Linked DNA regions of Callithrix jacchus: regions 1 and 3 are each linked to region 2. Evidence: chromatin contacts called from public Hi-C data. All regions are on one chromosome and are shown on one strand. Each heading gives the region's core, a stretch centred on a gene start, on an enhancer-like site or on the middle of the called end of the contact. The rest is flanking DNA. Distances are from core to core; before and after follow the strand shown.

The links. A called contact is a pair of places that touch in the nucleus more often than the background predicts.
Region 1: a contact with region 2 is called in a Hi-C map of skeletal muscle, with 13 times the contacts expected there. The contact joins the enhancer-like site here to the promoter of FAM185A in region 2. A contact is called at or near these places in 3 of 3 Hi-C or Micro-C datasets (induced pluripotent stem cells and skeletal muscle).
Region 3: a contact with region 2 is called in a Hi-C map of induced pluripotent stem cells, with 8 times the contacts expected there. The contact joins the enhancer-like site here to the promoter of FAM185A in region 2. A contact is called at or near these places in 2 of 3 Hi-C or Micro-C datasets (induced pluripotent stem cells and skeletal muscle).

Annotation. Positions count from the first base shown.
Region 1 is chr11:72,828,116-72,832,109 of calJac240_pri, reverse strand. GSAP (gamma-secretase activating protein) reads right to left here. Exons shown (of 37, transcript XM_078343041.1): 28 at 3,382-3,413; 29 at 945-1,006. Among named protein-coding and RNA genes, the nearest start is that of FGL2, 150 kb to the left of the region's middle. Within about 2 kb of position 2,544, at least 5 of the 16 cell types and tissues checked have an H3K27ac peak or open chromatin away from gene starts, as enhancers often do. A contact at or near this core is called in skeletal muscle, where this site is marked.
Region 2 is chr11:73,053,521-73,057,414 of calJac240_pri, reverse strand. It overlaps FAM185A (family with sequence similarity 185 member A), which reads right to left and starts at 2,475. Exons shown (of 9, transcript XM_054237860.2): 1 at 1,836-2,475. The coding sequence starts at 2,283. All of the region lies in intron 2 of CCDC146 (coiled-coil domain containing 146), which reads left to right.
Region 3 is chr11:72,923,631-72,927,511 of calJac240_pri, reverse strand. All of the region lies in intron 5 of CCDC146 (coiled-coil domain containing 146), which reads left to right. Among named protein-coding and RNA genes, the nearest start is that of FGL2, 55 kb to the left of the region's middle. Within about 2 kb of position 2,546, at least 4 of the 16 cell types and tissues checked have an H3K27ac peak or open chromatin away from gene starts, as enhancers often do.

The DNA.
Region 1 (3,994 bases), core at 1,295-3,794, 230 kb after region 2:
GGCTATGTTTGCCATACTATTTTAATGGGTGTACAATATTTAATTTTATAAAAGTACTATAATTATTCTCTTCTTGTATATGTGATATTTTTCTTTTATTATTGTTGCCATATCTAAACTAATAAATATCCTATTCTTAAATCCACATGGTATTAAAAATATGTTATTAGACTTCCACGATGTCTCTTTAATCAGCTTTTTAAAGGTTTTGGATTTATTTACAAATTCTGCTTTTCAATTAATTTATGTCTGTTTCTTTGGTCTCAAGTAGTATTATGAATACTTGAAAGAAAGTATTTTGTTGTTTTTTGTTTTGTTTTGTTTGAGATGGAGTCTCCCTCTCTCACCCAAGCTGGAGTGCAGTGGTGCAATCTTGGCTCACTGCAACCTCCACTTCTTGGGTTCAAGTGATTCTCCTGCCTCAGCCTCCTGAGTAGCTGGGATTACAGGTGTACACCATCATGTCTGGCTAATTTTTGTATTTTCAGAAGAGACAGGGTCTCACCACATTGCCCAGGCTGGTCTCGAACTCCTAACCTCAGGTGATACACCTGCCTTGGCTTCCCAAAGTGTTGGGCTTACAGGCATGAGCCACTGTGCCTGGCCTGTTCTGTTGTATTTTAAACCCCAAATACAAATGCCACAAAGATGCAGCTTTTTCCTTTTTTAAAGCATCCTCAATGGTATACACTCCTTATAATGGTTTGTAAATTACATATGTATTCATATGATTCATGTGTGTCTTCTCCCTTGACTACATATTCCAAGAGGGCAAAAATCATATGGCTTGCTTACCACTGGACACACAGGGTCCATAATGCTGGCAAAAAGTATTTGTTTAAAGAATAAAGAATAAGATCAGAATGAGAAGCCCACTTTAGTCTTTTCCCCTCATCTTAGGGTCCCTTGTTTGCCAGCCCCTAAAGAACCCACATACCACTTACCAGCCCCATGAGCAGCCGCTGGTGGCTGTCCTCCTCCTGCAGGAGGGGCGTCAATCTTGGCTCTGAAAGGAAACAGAGCAACAGTCAAGCTCTGAGCAGTTTTCAGGAGATGGATTAGGACAGAGAATAATCAGCCTGGGTTTCCCTTCTCTGAGTCATTGAGAAAACACAACACTTCCCTGACAGGATGAAAAGTTTTTATCACCTAAGTGTGACCTAGTCCTACAAGCTGAATTATCACTGAGTTGACACAGAAAGGAATGTGAACACATGAGGAATGACCGAGTAAACAACACATTCCTCAACCCACCCCAGTAGGCTCTAACTTTGCTTTTTGCTCAACACTAAAACTCACTGCTAAGAACCTCTGCTCCACTGGAAACAGAGGGACTTGGGCCTTCTCTTAACCCTTCTAGGGTCATAAACTGAGAGACTGGGGCTAGGTGGAAGGGAGTTGCATGGCTCCCTTCTACTTTATGACCCCGGTAGTTCAGTGGCTTTGGGAGTTACTGAGCTGAGGGGACCAGTCAATTACTGTGGCAAGTAATACTAACTGGCACAAGTTTTCAGACTGTAAAGGTAGCTAGGACCCAGTGGAAAAGTAATAAGTTAAATCAAATCGTACTTTCTCCACCATGATTTGCAATGCACAAGCAATTTACACTAGAGTGTAGTAGCTCCAGGGGCAGGTAAACCCAGTCTTGCTGAAAAATCTAACCCAAAGCGCTTCTAACATCTTCGTATTCAATTCTTTTTTTGGGGGGGGGGGAGGGGGAGAAAGTTGTCCCTTGATCTTTTTTTTTTTTTTTTTTCAATTCTTTTTTCCTTAAATACTTGAGATCCAGTGCCAGGCAAGAGGGCAGAGCCGCCCTGCTCAGTGGGCTGGCAACTCCTTCTGGGAGGGCATGGATATCTCCTGACCACCTATAATAAATCCTTCCTGGATCCTACACAACCCCCATGATTGATATGAAACAATTTAAAATGTGAATCCAACAGCCCTGCATTTCACAGAACGTTCGGTTTCAGGCAGTGACATTCTTCATGGGGAACTAGTACACGTGTACATGTGTACATGGGGAACAAAGCACGTGTAAGGAAAGGGAAGAGTTTTCCTAAAGTGCGTTAAGAGAGACTGACTAGTTAACAGAATGCAAACGGCCCTGACACACAGAGTAACTCCATAAGCAGGGCAGGAACCTCGACCAGACCAGCAACATTCCCCGTGTTGCAAAACCCCCAGCAATGCAAGGACGGTAAGCCTGAATCACACGCATGCATGCCCCAAGCTTCAGTCATGGATGGCCTGGTAAGGCAGAGGCTGATTCCTCCCGGCTGCTCAGTGAGCCCAGGTTCTGTCAGCCTGAGCTGGATGACAGGTGCGCTGTCACAGTTCACTGGGCTGTGTGCACAGCTGCAGGATATGCAACAATGCACTGTGTAAACTAGTTTCCATTACAGTCACCCAACATCCAAACCCATAAAACACGAGTGGGATATAAAAACAGCAGCTTATTTAATGAAGGCTGACCTTCAGAAGGCATGAAAGTGTTCTTTTGGCAACTACAAATAAGCCTGTGCCTGAATATGCTCAGCATTCTCCTCCCCTGGTTTCACCTGGCCAAGTCCTCCTTGTTTATCAAGACTTAATTCACATGTCAACCCTGCGGGGAGCCTCTTCCAACCTCCCTCCCTCCTCCAGCCATCCCTGCTCCTGATCTATCCTCTCACTCTCTGCATCCACGGGTCACATAATACCTGTCATTTGGTGTAGAAGGCACACATTAACATTTCTTCCTTACACACTAAGGATAAAGCAGCCACCTCAGATACCCGCATGCACTAAGCACTGTGCTAGGTGCTATCTGCATTACCCAGTTAGCATCATTTTCTCCTCACTCCCATGAGCAGGACAATGCACAAAATGGATAAGTGACTTGCCCAGGAGCACATGGTTCTCATGTGGCCATGCTGGAATCGAAGTCCAGCTCTGTCTAGCTCTCAAGCCTGTGCTCTTTCCCCAGAACCACATCTTTATGCCTCTAGGACCTGTGTGCCCAACTTTTAACCAAAATGAGAGGCACATACAAGGCAAGACCCAGCAGGATCAGACAGCTGGAAAGCAAGCAGTGCCAAGCCAAGGGAATTGCTAAAATGCATCCTGTGGGCACAGCCAGAGGGCAATAAAGAGAACCACAGGGCCATCACCCAGGGACTCCCACAGCAAAAGCACATTCAGCAACTGTCCCCAGAGGTCCCGGCACCCAGACAGACATGGGAAGAGCTGTGCGGCCACTCTAAGAGGAAGATATTAAAGGAAATCACTTCCACACTACTGGAAGTGATTTTCTTGCCAACCCACAGTGGTAGGAAGAACAGCACTACAAACAGAACACGGACTGAAACCAAGAAGGCTTTATTACAGATCTTTTCTTACCCAAATTTCTTGCTTCTAGGTTAGAGATCACCCTATGAAGAAATTAGCCATGTTATTCACAGAGCACTGCTTTTAAAAAATTTAAAGCCACATCATACAAAGATATCCTCCTTTAAAATTTCATAAAAACCACTGTGGAAACTATTCTCAGGCTGTTGAAACCTCAAAAGCTTTGATCAGTGTATTAAAAAGCACATTAGGCAATCATAAAATCTCAAAACCCTTTAGTGCCAACAACGACAATAATTTAGAACAATTGTAGCTCTCAGTTATTGAAAATAATGGGGAGAGAAAATGGAACACAGGTTGGAACAGAGCCTATACTTTTAGCACTCTGAAATGACTCATGTATCCCAAAAATGGGCTTTCAAAATAAGAGCAAGCTCACTAGCCCACTGACACTTCAAAAAAAAAAAAAAAAAAAAAGTCAACCTACTATTTGCCGTTCTCTCCTAAAATGCTCACTAACAGGAAATTTACTACGTATCCATTGCAAACATCTATCCACAGGTTACAAGTCTACAAGGTTTAATATATAAGCTTTTCCCACTAGAAATTCCAGCACCAAATTCCAGAATAGGATCCAAGTGGCTGCATGCATGAAGCTGACAAT
Region 2 (3,894 bases), core at 1,226-3,725:
GTAAGTTCTCCTGTGAAAGACTGTAGAAGCCTGTTCCCCAGTATAAATGATCATGACTTAGGTTTTTAAATCCTATGTCTAACCTTTCATACCTAAAAAATGAAAATATTACCATTGCAGCTATATCACAAGGTATTTGAAGTAAATTTTAAAAATGGGAACAACTTTGAAAAACATAATATATACTATTAAAACCACAAGATTAGGCTATATATACTATTAAAACCACAAAATTACACCATGCCTGTAATCCCAGCACTTGGGGAGGCCAAGGAAGGAGGATTGCTTGAAGCCCAGGAGTTCCAGACCAGCCTGGGCAATGTGGCAAAATTCCATTTCTACAAAAGTAAAAACATTTGCCATGCATGGTAGCATGCACCTGTAGTCCCAAGTACTCAGGAGGCAGAGGTGGGAAGATCGCTTAAAACCGTGAAGTCAAGATTGCAGTGGGCCATGTTTACGCCGCTGAATACCAGCATGCGTGACAGAGTAAGACACAGTGTCAAAACAAACAAAAAAACCCCAACAGTAATCTCTTGTGGACAAAAGACAGTGGTATATGAAGAAAGTTTGGAAAATAAGGAATCACAATGCCATCCTTGGCTGTCTATTTAAGATGTAACTGCAGGCATCTCTGTATACAAATTTTAAAAATTAAAAACACTGATATTAATTTGGAATTCACATATATATTGATGATTTCTCTTACACTGGACAAGAAGCACCCACCCCACCCCACCATGCCTGAACCACAGATAGTACCACATCCTATATAGTCTATGTTTTTTTCTTATATATATGTATATCAGTGATCAAGTTTAATTTATAAACTAGGCATAGTAAGAGATTAACAACAGTAATAGAGCAATTATAACAACATACTCTAATAAAAGTTATGTGAATGTGATCTGTCAAAATATCTTAATATTTTCCTGTAACAGTTGAGGCAGGTAACAAATTGAGAAATCCAAACGGTGCATAAGGGAGGACTACTGCATCTACTTTTTGGTGCAACTGTAAGCATTATAAAAGATGATCTTAAAAATGCTAAATGTCATTATTATCATCATTATCATCATCATCATCATTAATACCTTCCCTCAGTCCCAGGAAGAATGAATCATCATCATCATCATCAATATCTTCCTTCAGTCCCAGGAAGAGTGACAGTCTGGGGAGCCCTTCCTAGAAAAGTGTGTGTACACAGTGCCTTGCCATTTAGGAAATAACGTACAACCCCAAAACCTAGGAAACGTATCTTGCAGCATTACTATTTAAGTTTCTTAGGCAGGCTTACCACATGTTTTTCTTCAAAGCTTGCTACTCATGGAGAACTTAGGCCAAAAGGAATGGAAACATAACAGTAAAAAGCTAGGCTGCCTGTCTAAAACCAAATACTCAAACCAGGTAATACATAGAACATCTTATTGGCAGGGCTGTTTGGGGACAGACTCCCAGGCTGTGAGCAAGAGGAAATGTAGATGGACTTCCATACCATTGAATGGATTGTCAAGAAACCTCAACCTTGAAAAATAAGCCACTTTGTTAATGACAATGGGATAAAGGAGAACACAAGAAGCTCCACAAATGTAATTTGACCTGGATTATACCAAATCATGTTTCCATTCGATGGATAAAATTTCTATAATTGGGAACCTAATTTTTAAATACTGCTCAGATACTCAAGAACAGAACAGAGGAAAAGGTGCACTTCCGAAGGCGTCAACTGTAAATTAGGTTTAGAAAGCCAGGATCAATTAAAAGTGCACGTCTACCAAATTTAATGAGTTCACTGTGCGTGCGCTGTAACCCAAACCCGTTTTCACTTTACTTGCCAAACTTCAGGGGCGCGTTCACCTCCACGGACGTTTGGGGGTCGATACTATCAGACACGATGGCCATCTCCTCAAGAGTCTCGTCGTACTTCACCAACAAGCTATCCAGGACCCGCCGCTCACCGTCCTCCAGGCCGCACACCGCGACCAGCACTCGGTCGCCATCCGGGTAGGTGAGGGGGTCCAGGGGCCTCACGGCCAGGTGGCATGGGAGCCGCGCCCGCAGCCGACCGAATGGGCTCACCTGCAGCGTCCACTCCTTCAGAGTCCGTCGCGCCGGGCCAGGAGGAGGGACCTCAGCCTCCGATCCTGGCCAGCGCTCCCCCCGACCTGAGCCGTACGGCCTGGCTTGGCACTCCCGGCAAGACCAGCGCCCAGCGCCAGCCCATAGTCGGACCTGACGGAGACTGAGGCAGCCAAGCTCCCAGCCTGAGCAAGGGGCGAGCATGGCGCGCCCTTCTGGCCCGTCCTCAGAACACTTCAACCACAGAGAGGGTCACTTGCCACAGCCAATCGACTTATCTGCTGTGATGTCTCCAGTGAAACAGGAGACGTCTGTCACGGTTTAAATGAAGCAAGCACTAGCTCGCTTGCTGGAGGCGATTTAAAGATCCGCCAATCAATCCTCAGAGGCAAGTTCGAATTTGAAAGCTCTAAACTCTGACCCGGACTTCTTGCCTACTCCCGCCCCTTTCGCTAAGGTCGACGGGATAAGTAGTTCTAAAGGTTGAAACGTCGCAGAGCTCTGGCATCTTAGAAACCACATATCCCAGGAGGCAATGCGCAGAGGAGACAGGGTAAGAAAGCAGGTGTTAGACTCGCTGGAAAGGCGCGTGCCCTTTGCCTCAAGACCATTGGCCATTGGAGGGGCGGTTCTTGGAAGTCCAACTGGCCAATGGAAGGAGCGGAAAGGACAACGAGCGTAAAGTTGCGTAGTCACCTTGGATACCAAGGACGCGACTTCTTGTTTGGAGAGGTGAAGCTTTGGAGTGAGACTCAGGAGGCCAAATCCCAAAGAGGAAAATAGAAGCCTAAATAAGGATCAGGACCAAGGGAAGGGGTAAGAAACTGTGCTTCTAAAGATGACAACTAGGTGCAAACTAGGAGTAACCTCTGTGGATGTCAAGACGCACGCTTCACTAACCTAGTGGGGGCGTCCCCCGGGGGATGGAGAATGCCTTGGCAAAAGAGTGAAGAGCCAAATTGGTGCTTTTGGACGGAATTGCCTCATTGGAGGTGTACTCCCTCCTGTATTCCAAATATAGAAATAGAGTATTGGCTCCTTCCTGACCCTAAGTGACCTTACTTTGAGTTTTAATTGCTCACTTTAAAAATGAAGATTATAATACCTTCCTTGCCATGCCTCAAAAAGGGTTTTTGTAAGGATCAAGTAAGAAAATGGATGGGAATATGGTGCACAGTCTACAAAATTACCATGTAAAGTACTATATTTTTATTTCAATGTTCTTAACATTGATTCTGAGTTACCAAGAAAATTATGAGAGATCAGAACTTGTTTTGAGAATAGCATTGATCTCTTTAACTGCAAATGATCCTCAGTTTTGTTGTAGAGTCTTAAAAAAAAGACACACACATAAAAGAGAGTCACCGTGGTGCGGTGGAAAGTGCAGAGACAAGAGTCAGATTATTTTCCTGGTTCCACCACTGCTTTATCTGTGTCACCTAGACCTGTCTATTTAGTTTTAAAATGAAGAAAGATGGTCCTAAATTATAAGGAGTGTGTGTGTGTGTGTGTGTGTGTGTGTGTGTTTACCTTTTGTAATTCTATGACCAGTAAAATAATGGGAACAAAACGATTTATTTTCTTCTTTCCTGCCTGATTTCTCTCTCCCCTTGTGTGCGCCTTACTTCCTCCTAAAAATTATTCCCTAATTATTTAGCCAAGAAACCTGCAAGGCTGATCTTTCTAAAATGTAAGTTCCTTAAAAAATTGAACCCCCTACAATGACCAGAATTCCTGGGGCTACTGTGATAGATAGACTGGGCTGAAGTCCTTATGGGTTCAACTCTCATGTTCTCTGCTAGCCACTACCTTTTT
Region 3 (3,881 bases), core at 1,297-3,796, 130 kb after region 2:
AGCAAATGACTTGAGCGACCTCTGGAAGACCTTGTAAGCCCTAGGTTTGAAATCCTTTCTTTGGGGCCTGTCTTTTCACCGGAGGTGGCTGGGGGTGGGGTATGAATAAAGGGCAGTTTAATCAAGAGATCCTATTCAGGGGGAAAATGGGAGCTTTTTGTCTTTCAATTTAAATTTGTTTCAGGCTTACCAGTGAGATCTATAAAAAGAAAGCCCAGCTATTTCTGTGCTCTCTAAGTGCTCTTTCAGTTGAGAAAATAATGAAATTAAAACAATTGGTGGTTGTTCATTAGTATTGAAAATATGAATGCTTGACATTTTCATGAAAGAGTAAGAAGAACATAAGCCAGTTGATAATTAAATTGTTTAAAATTTCCAACTATTCCTGCCAAGAGAAAAAAAACAAAAGCCAGAACTGTTGCCTTTTAGGTGTAGACAGGCAAATTATTCACTGAGATGTGAAGGGGACAATGCATAGTGGCCTACAGTGAATAAGAACATTCAAAATGCACATTTGCAGAAATGTTTAGTGTCTATTCTTTTTGATTTTATAATATATCATTCTTAAGCTTGAGCAGGTTTCCTTGCATTCTCAAGTATTAACAGCTCAAAAACTAACAAGCATATTTTCATAAAAACAATGGTGATGTCAAGGGAAATACCAGGAAAAAATGATAAGCTGTGCTTTCCATTGGCTTAACATATTTAGTATCATAGCCAGGCACCACGGAAGGCCGTTTCAGTCAGCAATGGACTGTCTATCCGATGGTGGTCCCATAATTTTATAATGAAGCTGAAAAATTACTTTTGCCTCGTGTTTTGTATTTGATATGTTTTATTTTTATTTTTTGGAGTGTACTTTTGCTACTTATTTAAAAAATGTTAACCGTAAAAAAGCCTCAGGCAGGTCCTTTAGGAGGTGCTCCAGAAAAAGGCGTTGTTATAGGGGATAACATCTCCTCACTACCTTCCAGTGGGACAAGATGTGGAGGTGAAACACAGTGACTTTGATCCTGACCTTGTGTAGGCCGAGGCTAATGTGTATGTTTATGTCTTTGTTTTTAACAAAAGTGTTGTAAAAGTAAAAAGAAATTTTAAAACCTTACAGAAAAGAATATAAAGAAAGAAAATATTTTTATACAGCTCTACAATGTTTGTATTTTAAGCTGTGTTATGAGCTAAAAGCTAAAAAAAATGTTTTGTAAAGTAAAAAAGTTGATTTATCAAAGAAAAATATCTTTTATAAATGTAGTGATGTGGTGTAGCCTAAGTGTCTAGCGTTTATAAAGTCTACAGTAGTGTGGAGTAATGTCCTAGTCTTTCACATTCACTCACCACTCACTCACTGACTCACTCTGAGCAACTTCCAGTCCTGCCACCTCCATTCTTGGTAAGTGTCCTATATAGGTGAAACATTTTCTATCTTTTATGCCAAAATTTTACTGTGTGTTTTCTTTGTTTAGGTACGCAAATACTTATTGTATTACAATTGCCTATGGTACTCAGTACAGTAACCTGCTATGCAGGTCTATAGTCTAGGAGCAATAGGCTATACCACATAGCCTAGATGTGTAGTAGGCTACACCATGTAGATTGTGTAGGTGCACTGCATGATGTTCACACAATGATAAAGTTGCCTAACGGATTTCTCAGAACATACTCCCATTGTTAGGAGACACATGAGTGTACATGATACAGAAGCAAATTCCCTCAACACCCTCCCACTGACCTCCTTCCCCCTGGAAAAAGTAGATATTTCCATCCCCACATAAAAATAAAGAGATGAAGTCAATGAGAGAGAACAATTCATCCACATACACAGATGATATTTGTCAGACCGGCACAACAAACTCACAGCGAGTGTCTAGATAATAGAAGCCCAGATAACTAGCACTCCTCCACCCTAATATCTTCAGGAACTTCTGAATCATTGGCAACTACTAAGAACAACATATTGTTCAAATACTCTACGGAAAGGATTTTACTGTGTAATTTTATCGATTTGTGTGTGTGTGTGTGTTCACATAACATGTAACTCTTGATAAATGTTAATAAATCTGATTAGGTGATTGGTTAGTAATTAAATCTGTTGCAGTACTTTCTGTTTCTGGGTTAATATTTATGACTTGATAAGCATGCAGTTCAGGAAATAATAGGTAATCTATTTAAAGTTAAATGAATACATTGTAAATTAAAAAATAATTAAATCAATACTGTTGAACTATTTTTTGAAACAAAACAGGAGTACTTACCTTTCTAAACAGTTTGAGAAGATTTTTCAGTACTCTCTTCAACCTTTGTCTTGCCTTGACTTTATTACCTTTTGGGGTTTCCCTGTTTTCTAGTAATTCCTAAAATTTGGACAGCAAATACATTGTGTCTTTCATGCTAACTCTGACTCATTCTGACCAGCCTTGGTCAGTCAGGGGAAACAAGGCTGTGGTCAGCTGGCACTGTCTGCTGTACTGTGAACACGGAGAGTGGGGACACTCGGACCGCACACGTGCAGGGCTGTCCTGATGTGACCCTGACCTTAGTGACAGTTTGCTCTCCCATGGCTGGTTCCTGTGATCTTTATTGCACATTCAGGGATTATTAGTTGTTTTTCATTGTTGGTCCAGTGATAACGGCAAGTTGGAAGCAAGAAACAGCAGATCTGGTAAGAAAGGAAAGGAGGAATGATCTTAGCAATGCATCTGGAATTCCAGAAAATTAGAATGGGACAGAGGGGCATGTAGGTACTCAGGACTAGTCACAAGGAAAAACAGCTAGAACAGATTTTACCTTAACGTGTAAAAAAAAAAAAAAAATCTTTGCTCTTCTGTGGCAACAAATATCTTTAAAAACTAGCATAGAACAGGTTTCTCAGAATGTTTCTCATAACTCAAAGAGAAGCACCTGAGATACTTGCTTGAAAGGCAGATCCCACCCAAAAAGTAATGATTATGATTTTTGCCCAAGCCTACCAGCCCCAACCCTAAGCGACAATTGCTTATGTGATTCTGACTCACATTACAGTTAGAGGACTATGGGTTCCAAAGGTGGTTCTCAGCCCTGACTGCAGGTCAGTCACCTGAGTCTTCTCTCAGTGATCATTCAGTTTATGCGTAAACACTTTCAGTGACAGGAAGCTCTCAGCCTCCCATCATTCCAACTTTTGAAATGCTCCTACACTTAAATGGTTATTGGATTTGTTCAGAAACCTACCTTCTTTCACCCATCCGTGCTGGTTCTACTCCTGTGGTGAAAGATGCCTCTCACACGTCAGCATATCAGGCTTCCTCCTGCATTATCTCTTTACTCATAGATCCTTAAAACCAAAAACCTTTGACATGATTTCAGTTAGAATTCTCTTGCTTTAGAAAGGAAGTAAATCCTAAGGAGCTTTGAGGTCAAAGCACCCCTTAATCAGGAAAGCTGAAAAATGTCAGTTTTAAGTTTTGTTTGTTTATTCGGTTTTTTGAGAGGAGTCTCACTGTTGCCCAGGCTGGAGTGCAATGGCAGTTGGCTCACTGCAACCTCCGTCTCCTGGGTTCAAGCTATTCTCCTGCATCAGCCTCTCAAGTAGCTGGGATTACAGGCACCTGCCACCACACTTGGCTAGTAGTTTTGTATTTTTAGTATAGGTGGGGTTTCACTATGTTGACCAGACTGGTCTCAAACTCCTGATGTCATGATCTGCCCACCTTGGCCTCCTAAAGTGCTGGGATTATAGGCATGAGCCACCATGCGCAGCCAAGTTTTAATGTGAGTGTGAAAGGTTAGGAGTTAATACATACCAGGAGGCACAAAAACAAAAACATGATTTTGCCCCAGTAATCCCATGTAAAAGTGATAACCCAGAAGGAGAGAAAAAGATGTAACGCATAAAGATGTTTATG